6 separate regions of the Mus musculus genome follow, and regions 2, 3, 4, 5 and 6 are each linked to region 1. A link is a contact called in public HiChIP or PLAC-seq and promoter capture Hi-C data. All regions are on one chromosome and are shown on one strand. The core of a region is the stretch at or near the end of the contact, and the rest is flanking DNA. Distances in the headings are between cores, read along the strand shown.

What was found. Promoter capture Hi-C pulls out the DNA fragments that hold promoters and counts their contacts. HiChIP or PLAC-seq counts read pairs in DNA pulled down with a chosen protein or histone mark.
Region 2: a contact with region 1 is called in a promoter capture Hi-C map of liver, with 7 times the contacts expected there. The contact joins the promoter of Ccnd1 here to the promoter of Slc22a18 in region 1. A contact is called at or near these places in 2 of 39 promoter capture datasets (liver and pre-B cells).
Region 3: a contact with region 1 is called in a promoter capture Hi-C map of liver, with 2.9 times the contacts expected there. The contact joins the promoter of Ifitm10 here to the promoter of Slc22a18 in region 1. A contact is called at or near these places in 5 of 39 promoter capture datasets (embryonic stem cells, hippocampal neurons, liver and 1 more) and 3 of 115 datasets of contacts at active chromatin or transcription factors (embryonic stem cells, microglia and pancreatic cancer cells).
Region 4: a promoter capture Hi-C map of liver shows a contact between it and region 1, with 5 times the contacts expected there. The contact joins the promoter of Fadd here to the promoter of Slc22a18 in region 1. A contact is called at or near these places in 4 of 39 promoter capture datasets (hippocampal neurons, liver, pre-B cells and 1 more).
Region 5: an H3K27ac HiChIP or PLAC-seq map of microglia shows a contact between it and region 1, with 5 times the contacts expected there. The contact joins the enhancer-like site here to the promoter of Slc22a18 in region 1. A contact is called at or near these places in 2 of 39 promoter capture datasets (both in liver) and 2 of 115 datasets of contacts at active chromatin or transcription factors (embryonic stem cells and microglia).
Region 6: a promoter capture Hi-C map of liver shows a contact between it and region 1, with 2.9 times the contacts expected there. The contact joins the promoter of Lsp1 here to the promoter of Slc22a18 in region 1. A contact is called at or near these places in 3 of 39 promoter capture datasets (hippocampal neurons and liver) and 1 of 115 datasets of contacts at active chromatin or transcription factors (pancreatic cancer cells).

The regions. Positions count from the first base shown.
Region 1 is chr7:143,472,317-143,475,558 of GRCm38.p6, reverse strand. It overlaps Slc22a18 (solute carrier family 22 (organic cation transporter), member 18), which reads right to left and starts at 1,770. Exons shown (of 11, transcript NM_008767.3): 1 at 1,722-1,770.
Region 2 is chr7:144,938,133-144,941,374 of GRCm38.p6, reverse strand. Ccnd1 (cyclin D1) reads left to right here and starts at 1,544. Exons shown (of 5, transcript NM_007631.3): 1 at 1,544-1,879. The coding sequence starts at 1,682.
Region 3 is chr7:142,372,200-142,375,441 of GRCm38.p6, reverse strand. It overlaps Ifitm10 (interferon induced transmembrane protein 10), which reads left to right and starts at 1,696. Exons shown (of 3, transcript NM_001347541.1): 1 at 1,696-1,866. The coding sequence starts at 1,864.
Region 4 is chr7:144,580,873-144,584,114 of GRCm38.p6, reverse strand. It overlaps Fadd (Fas (TNFRSF6)-associated via death domain), which reads left to right and starts at 1,674. Exons shown (of 2, transcript NM_010175.6): 1 at 1,674-2,011. The coding sequence starts at 1,726.
Region 5 is chr7:142,391,724-142,394,965 of GRCm38.p6, reverse strand. No RefSeq gene overlaps it. Among named protein-coding and RNA genes, the nearest start is that of Ctsd, 5.5 kb to the right of the region's middle. Within about 2 kb of position 1,590, at least 121 of the 459 cell types and tissues checked have an H3K27ac peak or open chromatin away from gene starts, as enhancers often do. A contact at or near this core is called in embryonic stem cells, liver and microglia, where this site is marked.
Region 6 is chr7:142,459,295-142,462,536 of GRCm38.p6, reverse strand. It overlaps Lsp1 (lymphocyte specific 1), which reads right to left and starts at 1,725. Exons shown (of 11, transcript NM_001136071.2): 1 at 1,571-1,725. The coding sequence starts at 1,638.

The sequences.
Region 1 (3,242 bases), core at 521-3,020:
CTCAGCGGTTAAGAGCAGTGACTGTTCTTCCAAAGGTCCTGAGTTCAAATCCCAGCAACCACATGGTGGCTCACAACCACCTGTAACAAATTCTGACACACTCTCTCTTCTGGAGTGTCTGAAGACAGCTACTGTGTACTCACATACAATAAATAAATCTAATATATATATATATATATATATATATATAGAGAGAGAGAGAGAGAGAGAGAGAGAGAGAAAGTTATCCCTGGTTCCACCGTTAGGGCCCCACTGCCTTCGCCCGACATCCCATCAAGGGCCCCGAGCTGCACCCAGGTAGGCATCTTGGGTTCGGGTACCTGCTTTCTCCGGGAGAGAGTGGGTGTATTCCTGCTTTCTCCGGGAGAGAGTGGGTGTATTTCGGGTGGATGAGCCCTCCCAGGTGTTTCTTGATAGAGGCCCTTCCTTAGTGACCCGGAAAGGTCCCACCCCACAATAGCTTGGGTCCTCCCACTTCACCAGGGCTAGTTCTCCCGCCCCGGAGCTCGCTCCACCCACCCTGGGATCTGGGCTAGCCCGCAACACAGTCTCTGAGCATTCATTGGCCAATCAAGACACGCCTCCTGAGGCTCCCCCCCCCCCCCCACGGGGCTTGCGAGGTTCCCAGTGTTAAGCCTCAGCCCTGCCCTGGACTCTGGTTCCAAGGAAGTTGGAATTCTGACCACTCAAGCACCACAGGGTGTTCATTTAGGGTTGGAGAGTGAAGACTAGGAGAAGAAGGAGGAGGAAGAGGAGGGGGTATGGCTCTGGGATCCAGAAGAAGGGAAAGCAGAAGCCAGGAGAGGCACAGTGATACTACACTTGTGTGGGCAGTTCTTGTGCTCCAAATCTCTCTCCACTGACCAAAAGGCTTCTGGAAGCTATAGAAATGCCCCTCCCCCTGTCTGTCCTGTTCTCACATTTCTGGAGGGTCAACACTCTGGCCCTGACCAGTACTATCCATATTCATTCATCTTCAGACAGATTGATCACTGCTAGGAAACCAGACGCTCTTTTACACGCCCACCCCACCTCTCTACCTTGCAGCCGAGTAGGGTCAAGTCACAGGCCACAACATGAAAATCAGATCTCCTTTGCTGCATGCACACCCCAGCTCAGCAGATCAGAAAAGGGAGGAACTGGGACAGGGTGCCCAGGGATGCCCAGTGAGAACATGTCTCAAACTGGGCAGTTAGAGGCATGGCTATTGGCATTCTAACCAATGGATCAGGCCCAAGGCTCTGTCTGTCCCCAGGTATGTGCCGTATGCTTGGGGTAGATTCCACCTTGAAAATTGGGATGGGAGATGTGTTGCAGGTGTGGATGTTAAGTGTTCTCAGTTCCTCTGCCAAGAGGTTGTAGGAACCCATCCCAGCTCCCGGAGGGTTGGAGGAGACCCAGTTAGCCAGGGCTTCCATGAGGGATGAGAGGGAGGCTGATTATGGAAAGGAGAGGACTCTGAGGCCAGGAATCTCAGGACTCCTGGGGTCCAGAGTCCAGGCCCTTCTGAAGTCCATGGGGGTAGAAGTGAGGGATAGTTCCTGTCAGGTCAGCTCCCTGATGGGGTTAATTCTTACCTAGTGTGCAGGTGACATCTTTATTGGTGTCAGGGTTTTGGGGGCAGAGCTTGGGGGTTGAGTAAGACTGCCTCAGGATAGTTTGGGGAAGGCCAAAGGTCCTCCAGCGTTCATAATAAACAGCAATGGGAGCAGGCTACTTACCCACAAGCAGAGCTTGCAGTTGTGGGGGAACCGGCAGGCCAGGCCGAATGATTCTAGCTTTTGTGCTTGTTCTGAACAGGCTCCAGAGGGGTGGGGCACTTCCTGGTTGTGAGGGAGTGTGGTAAAATTGCCCTTCTGGCTAGAGAGGAACAGGGAACCCTAGAACCTGGGATCACCTCCTGAAGAGGAAGTAGCTTTCTCTAGGGATCAATATCACTCACATGAGGCCACTGTTCTGCCAAGGGGACCAACCCAGGCTGCTGTAGGAAGGGCTGATTCTTATCTGGAGCCAGGTTGGGAGGCAGCTTCCCAGTGGGGTCCTAAGGAGAAGCACAATGTATCAGGTGTAGGAAGGGTAAGTCAGGCAGTAAGAACAGTGTGGCAGGGCATAGGGGTGAGCTCAGGCAACTGAGAACACCTGATAGGGCTTAGACTTAGGGGGTCCTGCGGGGTTAGGGGCAAAAATAGAGGGGTGTGAGCATGGCCACAGGTGCAGAGAAAGTGACTACTGTGTGCTGGTGTTCAGGATAGCCCGGAGCTTCCCCAAGAAGAGAGATGCTGCCTATATGATTTCCTGGGCCTAATGATGTGTCTATGAAGCAGGAACCTCCTTCATCCATAACCATTGAGTACCTACTGTGTGCAGGTGACCTATTTAGTGGATATCATTTGTTTATTTTTGCCAATTTCATACATGTATACAATGTATCTTGTTTGTATGCACACTTAACTTTCTCTTCCCATTTCCCCTCTAATAACCTCCAATATACCCCTTTCTTCTTTCATTCTCTCTGTCTCTGTCTCTCTCTATTTCTCCTCTCTCTTTCACTTTAGAGTTCCGTGAGTGCCACTTGTTAGACTGTTGACTGATGCTATTGCCTTGATCTTGTTGAGGTAGCTATGGCTACAGTGAATTCCTTCCCATCCTCTGGCTCTTACAGTCTTTCTGTCCCCTGAACCTTGGAGGTCAGGTTGATGCAGATGCCCCATTTAGGGCTGAGCTGTCCACAGTCACTCATTCAGCACTGAGTTATGAATTTCTTCCTCAACTGTTGCTCACTGCAGAGAAGCTTCCCTGGCTAAGACTAAGAACAGCACTAGCCTTTGTCTACAAACGAACATTTAGAAGGGAGTTTGATGACATTCACTTAGCAAGACAACAGGAGTAGATTCCCTAGAGCCTATGACCGCCCCCCCCCCCCACGCCATATTTTGACTGAGTTCACAGTACCAGGGATGAATTTCCTGCTGTAGAGCAGGACTTGGTCCAAACCAAGAGTGATTGGTTACCCCCAGACCATTTGCACTGAATCTGCACATCTTGCTTGGTGGGTTGGTGTTGTAGCATGCAGGGTTGGCTGCTGGGTAAGACCACGGATGGCTTTTCTCTCCCTGTGGCCTGCTAAGCACCATCCAGCACTGTGAAAGCCAGCCAGCAGGCTTTCAGGCTAGTTCCGGCTGGTTTCTCTGATGTCCTGGAATCAAAATGCATTGAGCAATGGGTCTATGCCCTTTGTGTGT
Region 2 (3,242 bases), core at 295-2,794, 1.5 Mb before region 1:
GGCTAAGGCTCCCAGGCTTGGCGGGGCCTGTGGCCAGAGCAAGCGTGGGCACTCTGCCCGGGCCACCCACCACCTTCGGAGCTACAGTGGAATCACTGTCCCGAAGGGTCCGGACTTTAGGGACCCCAATGTCGGGGGAGGGGGAGCGGAAGGCATGAGCTCGGAAGGTGAGGGGTTTGCGTCTTGTGTGCCGCCTGGACGCTGTGCGCTCCTTTACCAGTTTCTTCTGGGACACGAAAGTATTCCGTGGGAAATGTGTGTGAATAGTTCGCCTAGCTTGAAGTCGGGTATTGTGAAAACGTTTCCAAAACTAGGGAACTAAATAATGGACGAAGGTGGTGGAACCGCTTTATTCTAAAAATATTTTATTTGAATCTATAAATTATAAACTTAGGAGTCCATTCAGTTAACCACGACCATCTATAGATTCTCTTTAAATATCACCTTATCGGCTCACAAGTTTATCTTGATTCTCACCAGCCGCCCCCCCCCTCCCCCAACTCAAGACTGCAATTCTAAAGGTGGAGAAACACCACCACCCTCAACGAAGCCAATCAAGAAGCTTCCGGTGGTCTGGTTCCTGGAAGGGCGACTAATAACTTGCAGCGATTTACTTTTCTTAATTAAAAAATAAATTAGGAAGGAGCCTATCGTGTCTCAACCTTTTCTTCAACGGTTTATTTTTCTTGGGCAAACCGCCTGCAGTGGAGGAGGGGGATACTGGGGGACCCTGGCCAGGATAAACCGGTCACTGTATGAAGACAAATCTCAGATCCCACCCCACCCCCCCAGCGAGGAGGAATAGATGAAATAATGGCCACCATCTTGAGCTGTTGCTGGAATTTTCGGGGTTTTATTTTATTTTTGAGCGAGCGCATGCTAGGCTGGGGATCCTTTAAAGTTCAGATACCCCTCTGGCCCTTTGCAACCACCCCAGTGCGCCAGGATGGAGCCTGCACGAGAGCTTAGGGCTCGTCTGGCATCTTCGGGTGTTACACAGTTCCTGAATTTTACACGTGTTGATGAAATTGAAAGAAGACAGGGACGCTGGGATTTCTAAGCAATGGGTCCGCCTGTGGGTGCCTCGTGGCGTACTCGGAAACGCACCCATTCTCCCGGTTTAAGAACAGGGTGTCCTTGCACCCCCAGGCTCCCCTTCCATACATTCTTCCTTGGCTTGCGTGTGGCCTGGCCTCCCTCCTAGCTGTCCTCCTGTCCAGAGCCGCCACTACCCCACCTCCACAGGTCTCGGAGGACCCTCTTAGGGAAAGAAGCCCCCCTCCCCCTTGCCCCGCTCTTTCCCAGTTTGGAGAGAAGCAGTCCGAGCGATTTGCATATCTACGAAGGCTGAGGGGGAAGGGTTTGGGCTTGCCCCCCCCCCGCCGCCCCCCCCCCTCACTGCTCCCGAGCCCCCTCCCCCTGCACCCGCCTCGGCCCTCCCCCTCCCCCTTTTCTCTGCCCGGCTTTGATCTCTGCTTAACAACAGTAACGTCACACGGACTACAGGGGAGTTTTGTTGAAGTTGCAAAGTCCTGCAGCCTCCAGAGGGCTGTCGGCGCAGTAGCAGAGAGCTACAGACTCCGCGCGCTCCGGAGACCGGCAGTACAGCGCGAGGCAGCGCGCGTCAGCAGCCGCCACCGGAGCCCAACCGAGACCACAGCCCTCCCCAGACGGCCGCGCCATGGAACACCAGCTCCTGTGCTGCGAAGTGGAGACCATCCGCCGCGCGTACCCTGACACCAATCTCCTCAACGACCGGGTGCTGCGAGCCATGCTCAAGACGGAGGAGACCTGTGCGCCCTCCGTATCTTACTTCAAGTGCGTGCAGAAGGAGATTGTGCCATCCATGCGGAAAATCGTGGCCACCTGGATGCTGGAGGTAAGAGACTTTACAGGCTGCTAGCTTGGGACCCCCTGGCAACTTGTTGCTATCACCAACATCTTCCTCCCTTCTCTTCCCTTCCGTCACGGAGTTTTCCGGGTGCGTTGCTAGGACTCGGTATTCACAAAATAAATAGATTGGGTCCTTTTGAACGAGGAAGGTTTGGGAGTTGGGAAGATGGGAATTCCTTTTCCTGGTGGAGGGCAGTCGGGGAGGGGTGCCTTCGAGGGAGGACGGTGTCAGCGACACCACAGAGGGTGCAGGCTGAGCTTCTGTGGCCCCCGCTTGTGCCCCATTCCTGCAGCGCCTCGGCGGGGGCCGCCCCTGCGCGTTTCGCCAGCTCAAGGGGGGAGGGGGCATAAATTTGATTTTTAAATTAATATCCATGGACACGTATGCAAGGGCCGCTCGTGCCAATATTATGCGCCATCTTTGCTCCTTTATTGCAAAGCAAAAAGTGTTTATTAATAATTGGGGGCAGGGCAGGGAGCGGCAGTAGGGGCGCTGGGACAGGCACGAGGGGCCTCGTGGCGGCCGGGAATCACTAAATAAGACAGTGTGAGGAATATTTGGGGTGGGGGATTCTTTGTTCAAACAGCGGACCTGGGTACCCCGCACACGCTGCCTGGCCCAGAGAAAACGCCAGGCTGCAAGGTCGCGTGGCCCCCTAGTCAATGAGACTGACTGTTGTGCGTGCGGTTCTGGATTTGGAGGAACCTGTCTAGGTCAAACTGGGGGCGGAGGGGGACAAAAGCACATTTTCAGATGTTCAGCAGGAGACTCAGGGGTCCCAAAATATTTTAAAATAATTTTTAAAGTGAGGCATAATGCCCTTGTAGAGGCAAACAGCGCCCGCACCCTGCAAAAGGGGGGCCCCCGGAGTTTGAGTTGCTGGAGCTCACCCCCCGATGTCCACTGAGCTCCTGACCCTCGGCTTGGATCAAGGGTCGTCCGATGGTTATTTTCAGGTCGTTTTTAGGCACCTAGTTATTTTTTAAATATTTTTAAATATTTTTTGAAAAGATGACGTCTGGGAAATGCAGCGCGGCGGCCTGGGACGCCACCATTGTGTCTCGCGTGCGCTCGAGCGGCGCCCAGCCCCCGGCGCCCCGCCAGCCCCGCGGTGGGGTTCTCTGGCTTGTGGCTTCCTAATTTCAACAGGGGACCGGGGTCTCCGTGGCCACCATTGCTTCGACCGGCCCCGCCAGCTGCCCAAAGACTTTCCCTTTCAGTTTCAGGGTGGGTGGGCACTGGGAACCCTCGGAGCAGGAGCGCATCCCAGGGAGTTGGCCACCGGAATCCCTCTCTGTGCAATCTAGGAGAAGGGAATGGGGTCGTATCGAGCGACGCCCCCCTCCCA
Region 3 (3,242 bases), core at 447-2,946, 1.1 Mb after region 1:
CAGTCCTTTAAGCCTGGGTCAGAAAAGCCATCTGCTCGTCCTGGGTGCCCTGGGCAGTCTCCCTGCCTGGGCCTCTGCCAGGCTCAAGAAGCAGTCTTCAGCTTTTTGAGTCTAGCCAGTGTTGGAGCCTGCCCGGCTGCCTGGGGTCTTGGAGATGAGAGGTCAGAACTCTCTGCCACGGACTACAGTTGTTCTACAAGCATCTGTGAGAAGGTTCGGTTTCAGGGGGCGGGAGAAGTGGGTGAACACAGGTTTCAAATACAACAGTGGAGGCAACCAGCAGGCTTTTAAATAGAGTAGGAGTTATCGAGTGCTTACTGGTAGGGTAGAGCTTCCTTTTGGAATCAGCTCTGGAATCTTAGAGCCCCTTCCCCACACTAACAGGTACAGGATATAGGGAAGTGTGACCTCTGTCACTTTCTGGGGTTGTCCTGGCACCCTTTGCCTGCTGGTCAGTGGCTGTCATTGTTTTGGTAGGAGGGTTTGGGGCAGGGGAATATGTCCCATACCTGAGCCCTGTTAGGTTACTTCTGGAGAATGTTCACCAAGGGTTGTCAGAAGGCCAGTAAACATGTACCCAGTGTTCTCTGTCTGAAATCTGAGCAGGGAGTCCCGCAGGGCCTGGCAGGGCTTCTGGAGACTAGTGTTATCAAAGGCTTGTGCACCAAAGCTGGAGACAGATCTCCTCCCTGCCCTGCAGGCCTGAGGCTGAGCTGTGCTGCCAGGCCTGCATACTGGGGCCGCTGCTTCTGCAGATGCCGCTGATGCCACCATCACCACCCAGGGATGCCCCGGGGAGCACCCCGGACTCTAGCTCAGGGTTCACATCAGTCTCTTAGCTGAGTGACCTTCACATCAGCCTTCATGCCCTGGGAAGAAGAAAGACCCTTGCTGCAGGCAGGGATAGGGAAGCTAGCTTTACTCTAGTTTTCTCATGGTGGGTGTTTCTCCCCTCAAACCCCTGACCAGGGTATTAGTGAGGCTGGACCATACCCAAGTCTTGCCCTGACCAGCTTAAAGTGTAAGGTTGGGACGCTGACTCCAGAGCCATAAAGCTGACTCTTGGGAAGAGGATTCCAACTCACCCTTCACCTTGCCAATGACCTTGAGTGGACCCTGCCCCGAGGGCCAAAGGGCCAACCCTTCTGCTTCCTGAAGTCTGAGACTCCCAGGCCAGACATGCCAAGGACAGCACCTGACTTAGGTTGTGTGGTAAGCAGACTGTCAGGAGTGCGAATGGATGTAATTAGTTGGGTGGTACACAGCCGCACACAGGCTGGGGAGGGAGTGTCAGCATGTTTGGTTGTCAGGCCCTTGGGATCCAAAGCAGTGGTGGGGTTGGATGAAGGAAAACTGACTTCCTGGCACAGCCCACTTGCCCCCAGGCTTATTGGACCAACAAGGCTAGGCTCCATGAGGGAGTGCCCAGAAGAAAGCCAAGAAACGGTGGGAGGGGTCCTTGCCAGTGTGGAAATTAATTCCACCCACTCAAGGAGAGTCTCTTTCTTTTTTTTTTTTTTTCCTCTACACTTAAGATCCACTTCACACTGAAAATTCCTGACACGCAGAAATGAGCTGTGCTGGGGGTCAGAGGTGGGGTTTGGGCTGGAAAGGGAGGAACTTGGCATGGGGCGGGGCTTAATCAGGAGACAGGGCTTTGAAGAAAGACTCAGGGTTCAGAGAGCCAAGGTTCCAGGAGACCAGAAAGTCTAGGGGCCAGGCAGCCCTGGAACTCTCTGGAAAGGGTCCCAGAGAAGAGCTAGGGAGAATGGGATCCAGGGAGGCAGAAAACGAGGCTTTTACACACAGTTGGGGGAACTTCAGGGTAGGGTGAAGAGGACCTACTGAGAACTCCACCCCCACATGGTGAGGTAGGGGTTCTGAGGGAGGGAGGGAGGGCAGTTGGGGGCTCTCCATGGTGAAGGAAGCCCATTGGGGCTTCTCTGGAGGTGGGGATCAGTTGAGGACAAATGTCCAAGAGAGACTGAGGATGGGAAGGAGATGAGGCGGGGAGAGAAGAAACTGCTTGGCCTTGAGTCTTAGAGGACAGTATTGCTTAGAGCAAGTCATGTGTAAGGACCGAGCACTGTCAGGGCCCAGGATGGGGGTCAGAAAGGTCATGAGCGGGGTACACAGACCGAGCTTTAAGGAAATCAATGTAGGGGTGTCTGAGAGGACCCAGGCTTCTGAGTAGCACATCTGTCCCTGAGGGCAGAGCAAAACTTGTGAAGCAGGGACAGGCAAGCCTGTTACAGGTCAGATCCTTCAAGTCCCTGTTATGATGAACATATTAGAACATATGTCAGACTTGGGTGACAGGGACTTCAAAAAGGAGGCCCAGGGCAGGGTTCTGAAGATTGTTGGTGAAGGGCCTGGACTTGGACTCGGGAGAAAAAAAAAAAAAAAAACAACCCTGAACATTGACCTTGGGGACTTGGGAGACAGGATTGAACAGAGATGAGTGTCCCTCTGGGGTTTGATGTGTTGCATCCCAGTCAGGTGGGAACTATGATCTGCAGTGTGTAGACTTCAAGGGACCAGAGACTCCCAAAATAAGCCTGATTAGAGATGGAGACTTGAGCAGCTCAGACAGGGCTTAGCAAGTAGCGAGGTTGGAGCCCAGCTGGGCAAGATCAAGGAAGAGGTGGGTGAGGGCTTAAAAAGCTGATACCAGGACAGGGCCTCATGAGAAAAGGCTAGGACCGCCACGGGACTGAGGATGGCAGGTGGGACTCAACAGGGCAGGGAGAAGAGATGCTAGGTAAGGGGGTTCTGAAGGCACAGGTCTTGGAGCTAACAAGGTTCAGGTGGAAGAAATGTAGGGAGAAGGGGGGTCAGCCGTGGGAATAAAGTGGAATGCTCAGCAGACAGACTTGCCGGGACTTGAGGACCCGCGAGAGAATTTGAGCACAGGTGGACTGGGGTAGCAGCGGCTTGGTGGTCGGTGGATATGAGAGCCATGCAGCTCATGGGATAGAGGGGTGCCAGCCTTGCGACTCCCCGGGGTCCTGGCTTCCGGGCTAGCGGGCCCCCTCCCTCCCTAGGGAGGAGGCGGAGGTGTCTGCGACGCCGCCGTGAGTCAGGCTCTGGCTGCAGCCGCGGCCGGCCTGGCGCTGCGGAGCGCGCGCGGGCAGCGGGGGAGGCAGCGGCGCCAGCCCCGCTCGCTCCCCGCCCCCAAGGTTGGGCCGCTGGGACGCGATCAGCGGACAGACAGCGGGAGAGCGGAAGGACGCGCGCTCCTA
Region 4 (3,242 bases), core at 425-2,924, 1.1 Mb before region 1:
AGATTGGATTCTGACTATTGAGGTTTCCAGCTTCTGGGATTGAATCTCCTCTGCATTTACAGGATACATACACTCAGCCCCCTCAAGTAAGCCAGTCCAGTAAATTCACTTCTGTTGGTCTGCTCCCCTAAAGAGCCCTCCCCCAACCTAGTAAAAATGTGTTCGTGTGTGTGTGTGTGTGTGTGTGTGTGTGTGTGTGTGTGTGTGTGAGAGAGAGAGAGAGAGAGAGAGAGAGAGAGAGAGAGAGAGAGAGAGAGAGACTGTAGTGCCCAGCAGAGACCAGCAGAGGGCCCCTGATTCCCCTGTCTGTAGTTACAGACAGTTGTAAGCAGTCCTGCATAGTTGTTTGCAACCAGACCCAGATCCTCTGGAAGAGTAACAAACGCTCTTAACCTCGAGCCACCTTTCCAGCCCCATTTGTCATTCTATACAGCCTCAGCTGTCTGTCTGGGCTACAGCGTGAGACCCTGTCTCAAAAATCAACCAAAGCACTGAACTTTAAATGGGTGAATTATAAGTCAATCTAAAAAAATATAAGTCAACCCTGCTGGGTATGCTGTGCATAACTGCGCCCCACTAACCTGGAGCTCAGCCATTCAGCTAGAGTGCCTGGCCACTGAGCACCAGGAATCCATCTGTCTCTGCCAAAGTTGGGGTTTCAGATGGGCACCTCCTTGTTCGTCTTTTTATGTGGACACCAGGATCTGAGCATGGGTCCTCAAGCTTGGGCAACAGGCACTTTTTAACTCATGAGCAGTACTTGGGTGTGGCTGTGGAATCAGTGTATTGTTAACGAAAGCTCAAAGCAGGGCAGTTAGTGTCTCTACAACCTCCGGCACACATCAACTTTTTCTGATGACAATATTCCAAATCCTCTCTTCTACTCATTTTAATATACATATTATTGGCCTGGGGGAATGGATTGGCGGTTAAGAGCACTGTGTTGCTCTCACGGAGAACCTGGATCCACACAAGAGTTCACATCCAAACGGAACTCTAGTCCTAGGGGTATCCATGCCCTTTCCTGTCCTCCGTGGGCACTTGAAGACCTGTAGGAGCACTAAACCACCTACAAATGCTCATACATATACCAAGGAATATTTAATGGTTTTTATATGTACGAGTATTTTGTCAGCATACCACAAGTGTGCTTGCCAGAAGAGGATGTCAAAGCCCCTGGAACTGGAATTACAGATGGTTGTAAGCCATCATGTGAGTGCTGGGAATTGAATTCGTGAAGGTCCTCTGTAAGAATTGCCAGTGCTCTTAACCCCTGAACTGTCTCTCCAGCCCATAAGTAACTCCATCCATCTCTCTCTCTCTCTCTCTCTCTCTCTCTCTCTCTCTCTCTCTCTCTCTCTCTCTTTCCTTCTTTCCGGTGATAGAACATGATCTGGCAGCCGTAGGCATCTGCAGCTGCTCTTCCAGCCCCCCCCCACACAGTAGGGCTGCGCAGCTCCTCAGAGCCCCAAGAGGATCCACGTTACACTTCTGGTGAACAAGATCTGTTCTGCCTCGGGGTGAGAAACGCGCGCGTAAGCTGAAGTCAACGCAGCTCAGCTGTCAAAGCTACTACAACAGCGGATGCCAGCCCGGGCGGAAGCGGTTACAGCCACATCCGAAGCGCATGCGTCTGATTTGGACATCCCGCGAGACGCTGGGCGGGAAAGCCTAAGGTGATTTCCTATGTGGGATCGCTGAGGGGCAGCCCGGCGTACCACTGCCATGGACCCATTCCTGGTGCTGCTGCACTCGCTGTCCGGCAGCCTGTCGGGCAACGATCTGATGGAGCTCAAGTTCTTGTGCCGCGAGCGCGTGAGCAAACGAAAGCTGGAGCGCGTGCAGAGTGGCCTGGACCTGTTCACGGTGCTGCTGGAGCAGAACGACCTGGAGCGCGGGCACACCGGGCTGCTGCGCGAGTTGCTGGCCTCGCTGCGCCGACACGATCTACTGCAGCGCCTGGACGACTTCGAGGCGGGGACGGCGACCGCTGCGCCCCCGGGGGAGGCAGGTGGGCAGGGGGCGGGGAATGGGCGGGGAGGCCTGGCCTCAGTGCACCCTCCACTGGCTCCGACTGGGATGGACTCTAGGGCACGCCCACTTTTTTCAACCGCTTGAGCCGGAAGCTGGGAGGTCTTGTTTCTTACTGGCAGTGCCAAGGTTGAACCCAAGGGTTCGTGCCACTTGCCCAACCCCAGTATTAACTCGCCTCAGACCTGCAGTGCTTCGTTGGAAAACTCAGCTAAGAAGTGAATGTGACTAAGGCATCTTAACCCCAGTGAGGGTAGCGTTGAAGAGTGGGCAGAGGTCACGTGTGCCGGCTGCTCGGCACCATTTCCGTAGTGGGAGTGCCTGTGTCCAAGACTGCCCTTCCTGGCCAAGGAAAGATTGCGCGGCGGCTGTGCTCTCTGGTCCAGAGTGCAGTGTCTGGTTATCGGCAGTTACTTCTGTTTTGCGTAGAGAGGAGGCGCTATGCCTCCCCATAACGCACAGTGGATAGCAGCCACAGCTGAGCAACACCAGGCTGGCCTTGGGATGTAGATACAGATTAAGCATATATTAGACACTTGATCACTTGTGACAAATACTCGAGAAGCCATTTAAAGGGGCAAAGGTTTATTTAGTTCCTGGTTGGTTGTCACCGTTGCTCTTTGTCTACAGTGACACAGAACATCAAAGCAGCTGGAGGGCCTGTGGAGTAAAGCTTCCCACTGCCGGTGTGTGCAAGATCCACACGAAAATGGATTGTGTATTCACATCTCCAAGGCATTCCAATGTTTGTTATTGTTACAGGAATCCAGTAAAGGGTCTTCAGCCACTGCCCAGGGCTCCCTACAGAGATTACACCTTGCCTGTGTCTAAGCAGGGGCTCCAGAGTAGCACAGAGACAGATCTTTTGTGGTGTCTGGTCAAACCAGCAAAGGTCACAGTGTAAGATGTAGCTTTGGGGACTTTGGCCAACCCACTATTGAGCGGGGTGTTAGGGCAGCCCTGCTTTTTCCCTCTGACACTCCAGTCCTCAGTTGACAGTCTTCTAAGCCATAGCTCGCTGTGGCCCAGGCTGAGAATGTGGCTGGGCAGATCAGGCCACTTTGGGTATCTTGAAGTAGCTCCTGTGCTACTTAGTGTCAGCACAGGACCTGAGTGGCTTTGAAGTGATGTTGTCTTCGAAGTGCTCAGGCCCATGCTTGGTGGCCGGTAGGGAGACTTGCCCCAGCTCCTCAGTCAAGTCACACTGCTCT
Region 5 (3,242 bases), core at 341-2,840, 1.1 Mb after region 1:
CTACTTCCCTCCCTACCGTGGAACTGTGTGCCCAGCTTTCAACTGTCCAAGTGCCTCCCAGGACTCCCTTTCAAACCTGCCTGTCTTCATCATAGTTCTCCAGAAGCCAAAGGCAGGGAATATGAAAAGGGAGGAAGGCACATTTAAACAACTGGCTGCAGTTGAGGAGCAGTTGGAGCTCCAAGAAGTGGGCAGGACTCCTTCCTCCTGGGGAAGCATTTTTCTCTAAGGTTTTGATCTGATTAGACATGGCCTGCCCACAACATGTGCTTTTCTCATAAACTGCTAAGGAAGATGTTAATCTCATTAGGAAATACTTTGACAGGAAAATCTAGACGTGTGTCTGCTAACATCTAGGCACACAAGAAATTTGCCATCACAACCGGAGCTGACAAGAAGACACTGAGCACAAGAAAGTATTCCATCTACCCACAGTTGATAGGCTAGTCCAGGCTGTAAGAGGAGCAGAGTAAATTTGCCTCCTGTCCCCCACACCCCAGCCTAGCTTCCTGTTACCATTCATGCACCATAGCTGGCCTTGCCATCTCTAGGTTCCTCTCAAGACTTCCCCTATCTGCCAGGCTCCTGAAAACTTCTGCCCCTCCATGTCTGCTGTCCATCTCAACCTCTGTCTCCTGTCTTGGACAGACTCCTTTTTTTTTTTTTTTTTCTCTTGGTTTCTCCTAACCTCATTCTCAAAGGTGGTCAACTTGGAAGATAGCAAGTCACCTATCCAGCCACATGTCTGTGGGCTCCTGAGGGTATCCATCAACCTATAGATAGCCAGCCAAAATGGAGGAAGGCCACATGATGGGCTTGACCCTTAGGCTCAACTTTTCCCAGAGGGCTTATGGCCCACTGGGTTACTTAACTTCTCCTTACCAATTCCCCTCCACTCACCTCTACACACTATCAGTAAAGAGTCCTAGGCCAGAGGTCCAATTCTGGATTGCCAACATGTCACCTCTGGCCACCCACCCCAAAGAAAGCAGCAAAAGGAAGCAATGGTAAAACAGGAAGAAGGGCTCTAAATCCCCAACCGGGCTGGGAAGATAGGAAATCCTCCTTTCAGGCACTGCTGAGAGCTTTGGGTTTAAACAGGAGAAACTGGGTAGGGTGGGAGGTGGCTGAGGTGACTGGTTCTGGTCTAGCTGTGGTCTTGTTGGCCAGTATCTCACTTCTGGCTCTATAAGGTGATTTGAAGGTGATTGCTCTTGCTGTGAGGTGACCTGTCTGCAGGGCTCTGTTGTTCCTGAAAATCAAGGTGGCCTCATATTTAGGACAATCACTAAGACTTTCAGGTTCCTTGGAAGTCTTGAACAGAGAGCATCATGAGAGCTGAAGGCAGAGCCTCAGTTACTTTTCTTTGTATTAAGGGGTACCCTGCCTTAACTATGCCAGCTGCCCCAACCTTGCCCTCCTCCCCACCAGCTAAGGTCCCTCCTTTTAGCTGACCAGGTAGCTTGTTGTTTCAGGTAGCCCTTGATATCCCCTGAAAAACTTGTTGAGTGCCAGGAAACCACACCCCCTTCCACCTCGGGCCTTAGGGTAGCTGGGCCTTTAGGTCTCGGATCAGTGACTCAGCCAGGAGGGGGAGGGGCAAGGAAGAGGACGAATGGAGTGACTCAGCACCTCATCACAATGTTGGAGGTTGGGGTGAAACCAATTTCCACTTAGCATTAGGACCACAAGCAACCTTCTGGTTCCATTTCCTCCTTCTATTCCCTCCCCTACAAAGTGTCCCCCCCCCCGGGCACTCAGAGAGCTTAGGGTCATCTCAGAGATCTGTGGGGGTCAAGGGGTTCTGAACTGGGCTTCCTCCTTTTGTTAGTGACAGCTAATGGGACAGAGGTCTCAGAGCCAACAAGCAAGGGTGGAAAGACCTAAAGGCTGACACTCACATCTCTTCCTATCCTGATGCTTCCAGTTTATACCTAGCCCTCTCTAGAGAGTGGGATGTAGGCCTCAAAGGAGCCAGGCCTTGCAGTCAGAAAGAGAGGGAGTAGGAGGGTCTAGGGCTGGGGACTGTGAGAGTGTGTGTGTGTGTGTGTGTGTGTGTGTGTGTGTGTGTGTGTGACCTTGAAGAGGTAGCATGCAGAAGAAACGCTGTGAGCTGACCCAAAGCTCAGCCAAGGCTGAACTCTGCCTGACCCTGCATCATAGCAGTGAGAAATAGGGGCTCCTGAGCAGAACTTAGGCCAGCTGACAAAAGCAGAGGCAACCTCCAGCAGGCCTGATGTCCCAGGAACCTCCAGAGGCCTTTTCATTTCCCAGCCTCCTGATGGAGCTGGGGAAGTGAGGGAATGGTCCTGGGAACTGGCTCAGGGTTAGAGACCACCTACAGGGCTCCAGACAGCATGGGAGCCCTTCTCTACTAATCACCTTTAACTAAGAGTTCAAGGTATACAAGACCAAAAGCATCCCGCAGCCTGCCTCTGAGGCCTGGGCTACTCCTTCTCCCCATCTCATGTCACATCTCCATCACTAGTATTAGACAAAAGACTGTCATTGTCATAAAGAAGCCCTCGGATACACATTTGCCTCCCCTTCCCAATCCTCCTGACTCACTACATTCATTACCTCAATTCTGTAGCCTTTTCAGTTAGCAATGTGCATCTCTGGATCATTGAGTCATGAGTCCACAGATTGTTTCTTTGTCACCCTGAATCCTACCCTACTTTGTGGACACATATACTACACTTCTATCCAGCCACTGTCTGAAAGGCATCTATGTTCCTTTAGGTTAACGCGATTGTGAAGGAAGCCCCCTCAGGCTTCGTGGGGAAGGTTTTGCACAAACCTAAGTTTCTTTTCTGTTCTGTTTCTTGAGACAGAGGCAAGCAGCCCAGACTGGTCTCTAACTCCCCTTCCTGCCTCTGCCTCCTCAGTCACAAGCCTCCATGCCTCACTTCAGACTTTTACTTCCCTGAGTGAATACCCAGGAGAACAATTGCTGAATTGTATGACAAGAGAACATTTAGTTTTGAAAGAGAACTCCACGCTGTTTTCCAAAGTGGCTACACCATTTCTGCACCCTCACCACAATGAGTGGGACTGCCCACTGCCTCCCTGCCCTACCCTAAGCCAATGTCGTCACCCTTTTGGATTTGGGCTACCTACTAGGCGTGTGGTGGTGTCTCATTGTTGTTCTAATCTGCAATTCCCCAGTGATGGCAGGTGCCAGGCATCTGTTCTGAATAATTGCCTTTGAGATTCTATCTTTGGTCAAGTGATTGTTCAGA
Region 6 (3,242 bases), core at 476-2,975, 1.0 Mb after region 1:
GTTCCTGACTGACAGGCACAGGTGCAGCCCAGCTCCGGTCCTACAGCAAGATGACTAGGGATCGGCTGGGACCGCCAGAGCTGTGGGCACCCTTCACTGTGCTGCTTAGACCTCGGCATTTGAGACAGCTGAGAGAGGGGGCTGAGGAAGGGCCTAGGAGGAGGGTGGGGCTGGCTTGGCTGCTTGAAGCTGCCCTTCTATGGGCACAAGGTGGCAGGGGCACTGACGTGCAGTCATTTCTGAACAGGGTCACAGCTGTTGACTGATCACCCTGTTCCACACACCCCGCAGCTTGTGTCCTCATCCAGCCTGGGCAGAGTGTCCTTGGAGCCCTTCTTGGGATGTCACGATGCATGTCCCCCTTCCCAGGAGACAGACTTCATAGAGCCTTTCTGGGAACAACATGGCCCTGGAATCCCAAGGCTGGCACAAGGGTGCTGACCCAGACCAGGCCAGTCTCTGCTTAGCCTCAGACTCCTTTCCTAGCCTGAGGGTTCCTTGGACAACTTTCTAACCAGGGTCCAAATGCAAAGCAATAGTGTGGAGACCCCCCAACATGCACCCCTCAAAGTGAGGTTTCTTCCCATTATCATTGATAAGGATTGAGGAATTGCTGTTCCTGCCCAAGATCTGGCGTCCGGCTTGCGAACTGCAGAGACCCTGCAACCCCTGCTAAGGTGGGCCTTATCTCCTTGAGCCTGTGGCTGAACCCTAAGAGTCACACTCTCCCTGGCAGCCTGGCAGCTCCGGTAGCAATTTTATGTTTTACCTCTTTCTTCCCCTTCCTCTTACACACCTGGACCGCAGCCCCCACATCCTGCTCCCATGAGGCTGCTAGCCTCTGACCTGTCCCCAAGACCTGACACCCTCTTCTGAGACCTGTTCCTGGGACAGGGCAGGGCAGGCACCAATGGCCTGGCTTGGTCTCCATGTCTACCCACTAACAGCTTCCCTTCTCATTACCCCCACCCCCACCTTATGACCCAACACAGGAAAGACAGGGAACACCCTTCACATCCCTTTAAATTGCAGATGCCCTTAAGCAGCTGACAGCCTAAAGGCCTCTGCCCAGCCCTGTCTGTTGCAGGGCAGTGGCCCCCTTTACCTTTGCCAATGTTCATTCCCATACCCACTGTACTTAACAACAGTGCCTGGTCCATAAGACACCATTGACCTTCTCTATCCTCACATAGCAGCTTTGGGAACCCCTGAGGCCTGGTCACCTCTCAGTATCTTAAGGCAGGCCAGACCCCTCAGACAAGCCTATAGGTGCATGAGGTCAGGATTCCTAGGCCTAGTTTCTCCCAACACAGCTACTGCTCTCTCCTGCTGTTCAGGCCATATCCAGCCACTCCCAGTCCCTTCCACACCAAGCATCCATCTTCTCTATTCTGGCTATGAACCCTAGCCAGGAAGATAGCCTTTCCCAGTTAGGCCAAGCTGCAGAGGGAGATAGAGGAGATACACACCTCTCTGGTAAGAGAGGGTTTCTGAAGGCTATCTAAGTCCTATCTGAGATTCTGCCTACTCAGCACTTGGCACAAAGCAAACTGCCCATAGTGGAACTCACCCTTCGCTGTCTTCTGCATGGAGCTCTTCCTGTTCCTCGCATCTGGGATCGATGGCAGCCTCCGCCATGGGCCTGGTGTCTTCGGTGTGGGTGCACTTGTTATGGCTCCTGGTGTTTCTCTGTAGATGGGCGGTGGCCTAGAGCCTCAGCCCCCCACCCTTCCCGCCCCAGGTTTCACTTCCTCCTTCCTGTAGCAGGTTGAGGTTTGAAACCTATGGGGCTTGGGTTTTTTTTTTTTTTTTCCTATGTTGCTGCAACAGAAGAAGAGTTAAAACAAAACAAAACAAAACAAAAAAACAAAAAACCAAAAACCAACTAAACCCAAACCACTCATCAGGAAGTGTTGAGCAAGCAAGCTATAGCCTCCTGGAATGACAGAAAAGGGCTGAGGGTAGAGGTGAGTAAGGCTACTCCTTGCAACTCTGGTCCATAGACCTGAGAGTAGCTATGTCTCCCACAATGTCCAGAATTCATGGTCCCTTTAGTGTCCGTGGACTGCTTTCAATTGCTTTGCATGGAAATCTTCTGTGCTTCCAAGTGTGCTCAATGAACATGGTGGAACTAGTTCTTGATGCTTCAAGGTCATGGCCTTGGACACTCTTAGTTAGCCTTTGCTCCCCAGCCATGTCCAGGGTCCCACATGTGGTGCTCCCCTAGTCTGTGGTTCTAGAGCTTGTCTCTATCTGTCTCCATTCCTAGCTGCTGGACGCTCTTGTCTCCCTGCTCCATCAGCTCTCTCTAATCCTGCCTCTGTGCTCTGGGCATTTGGAACCAGTCGAAGAGTCGGTTGATGTTCCCAGCTATGCTGGGGTGGGTCATGGGTTCTCCTGAGAGGCAGCACCAGAGGAAGGACTGAGGCTTTTGGGAGGGAACCAAAGGGACTATAAAGGAATGATGGGGAATGTGATAGCCAGATCCCAAAGTCCCGGGACTTGGGCTAAAGTGTCACTGGGCCAAGTTGAGGCAGCCACAACATGGTAGAGACTCTCTCTTTGAAGCTTGCTGACCCAAGAGATAGAAAGAAAGGAGCCAGTGCCCTATTTCCCAGCACTGGGCAATGAGTGACCTCGGAAATCTCACTATGAGGTCTTACAGGAGAAGTGCAGAAAGGCAAGAGAGCCTTAGGGTGTTGGGAAACTTAGTAGAAGCTGTAGAGTATCATCTAGAGGTAGACCTGTGTTTGCAAGCCTGCCTGACTGCAGGGAGCCCTTTCTTATCCACATGGTCCAGTGGAGGCAAAGCCTTGCTTACTCTATCCCAGTCCTGAGGAGGGGGCAACAGGAAGAGTGAGTATTGTTCAGCAGACTGGGCAGGACACCTGCCTGCTTTTTCTTCAGCCTCCTCTCTCTCTCCTTTTGCACTTTGCTTCCTTGGGACCCTCCTAAGTGCTCTGTTGATAAGTGGCTGGGAATGCATTTGGCAGGTGACAGAGTTATGCCACTTCTGTCCTGACACCTCTTAAGAGGTTTTCACTGGTTCCTATGTCTGTCACAGGGCCTCGCCATCCAGGCACCTTATCGGTGCATTCCAGCCACTAATCTATGAACTTTCTGTGGCCTGTTTGTCCTTAGGGCTGGGGGATGGAGAGGTGGAGACCATTGGCTACCTACAGACTGGATTGGTTTCATAGTTTTCAGGACCTCAAATCCAGCAGCTAACATCTTTCAGATGG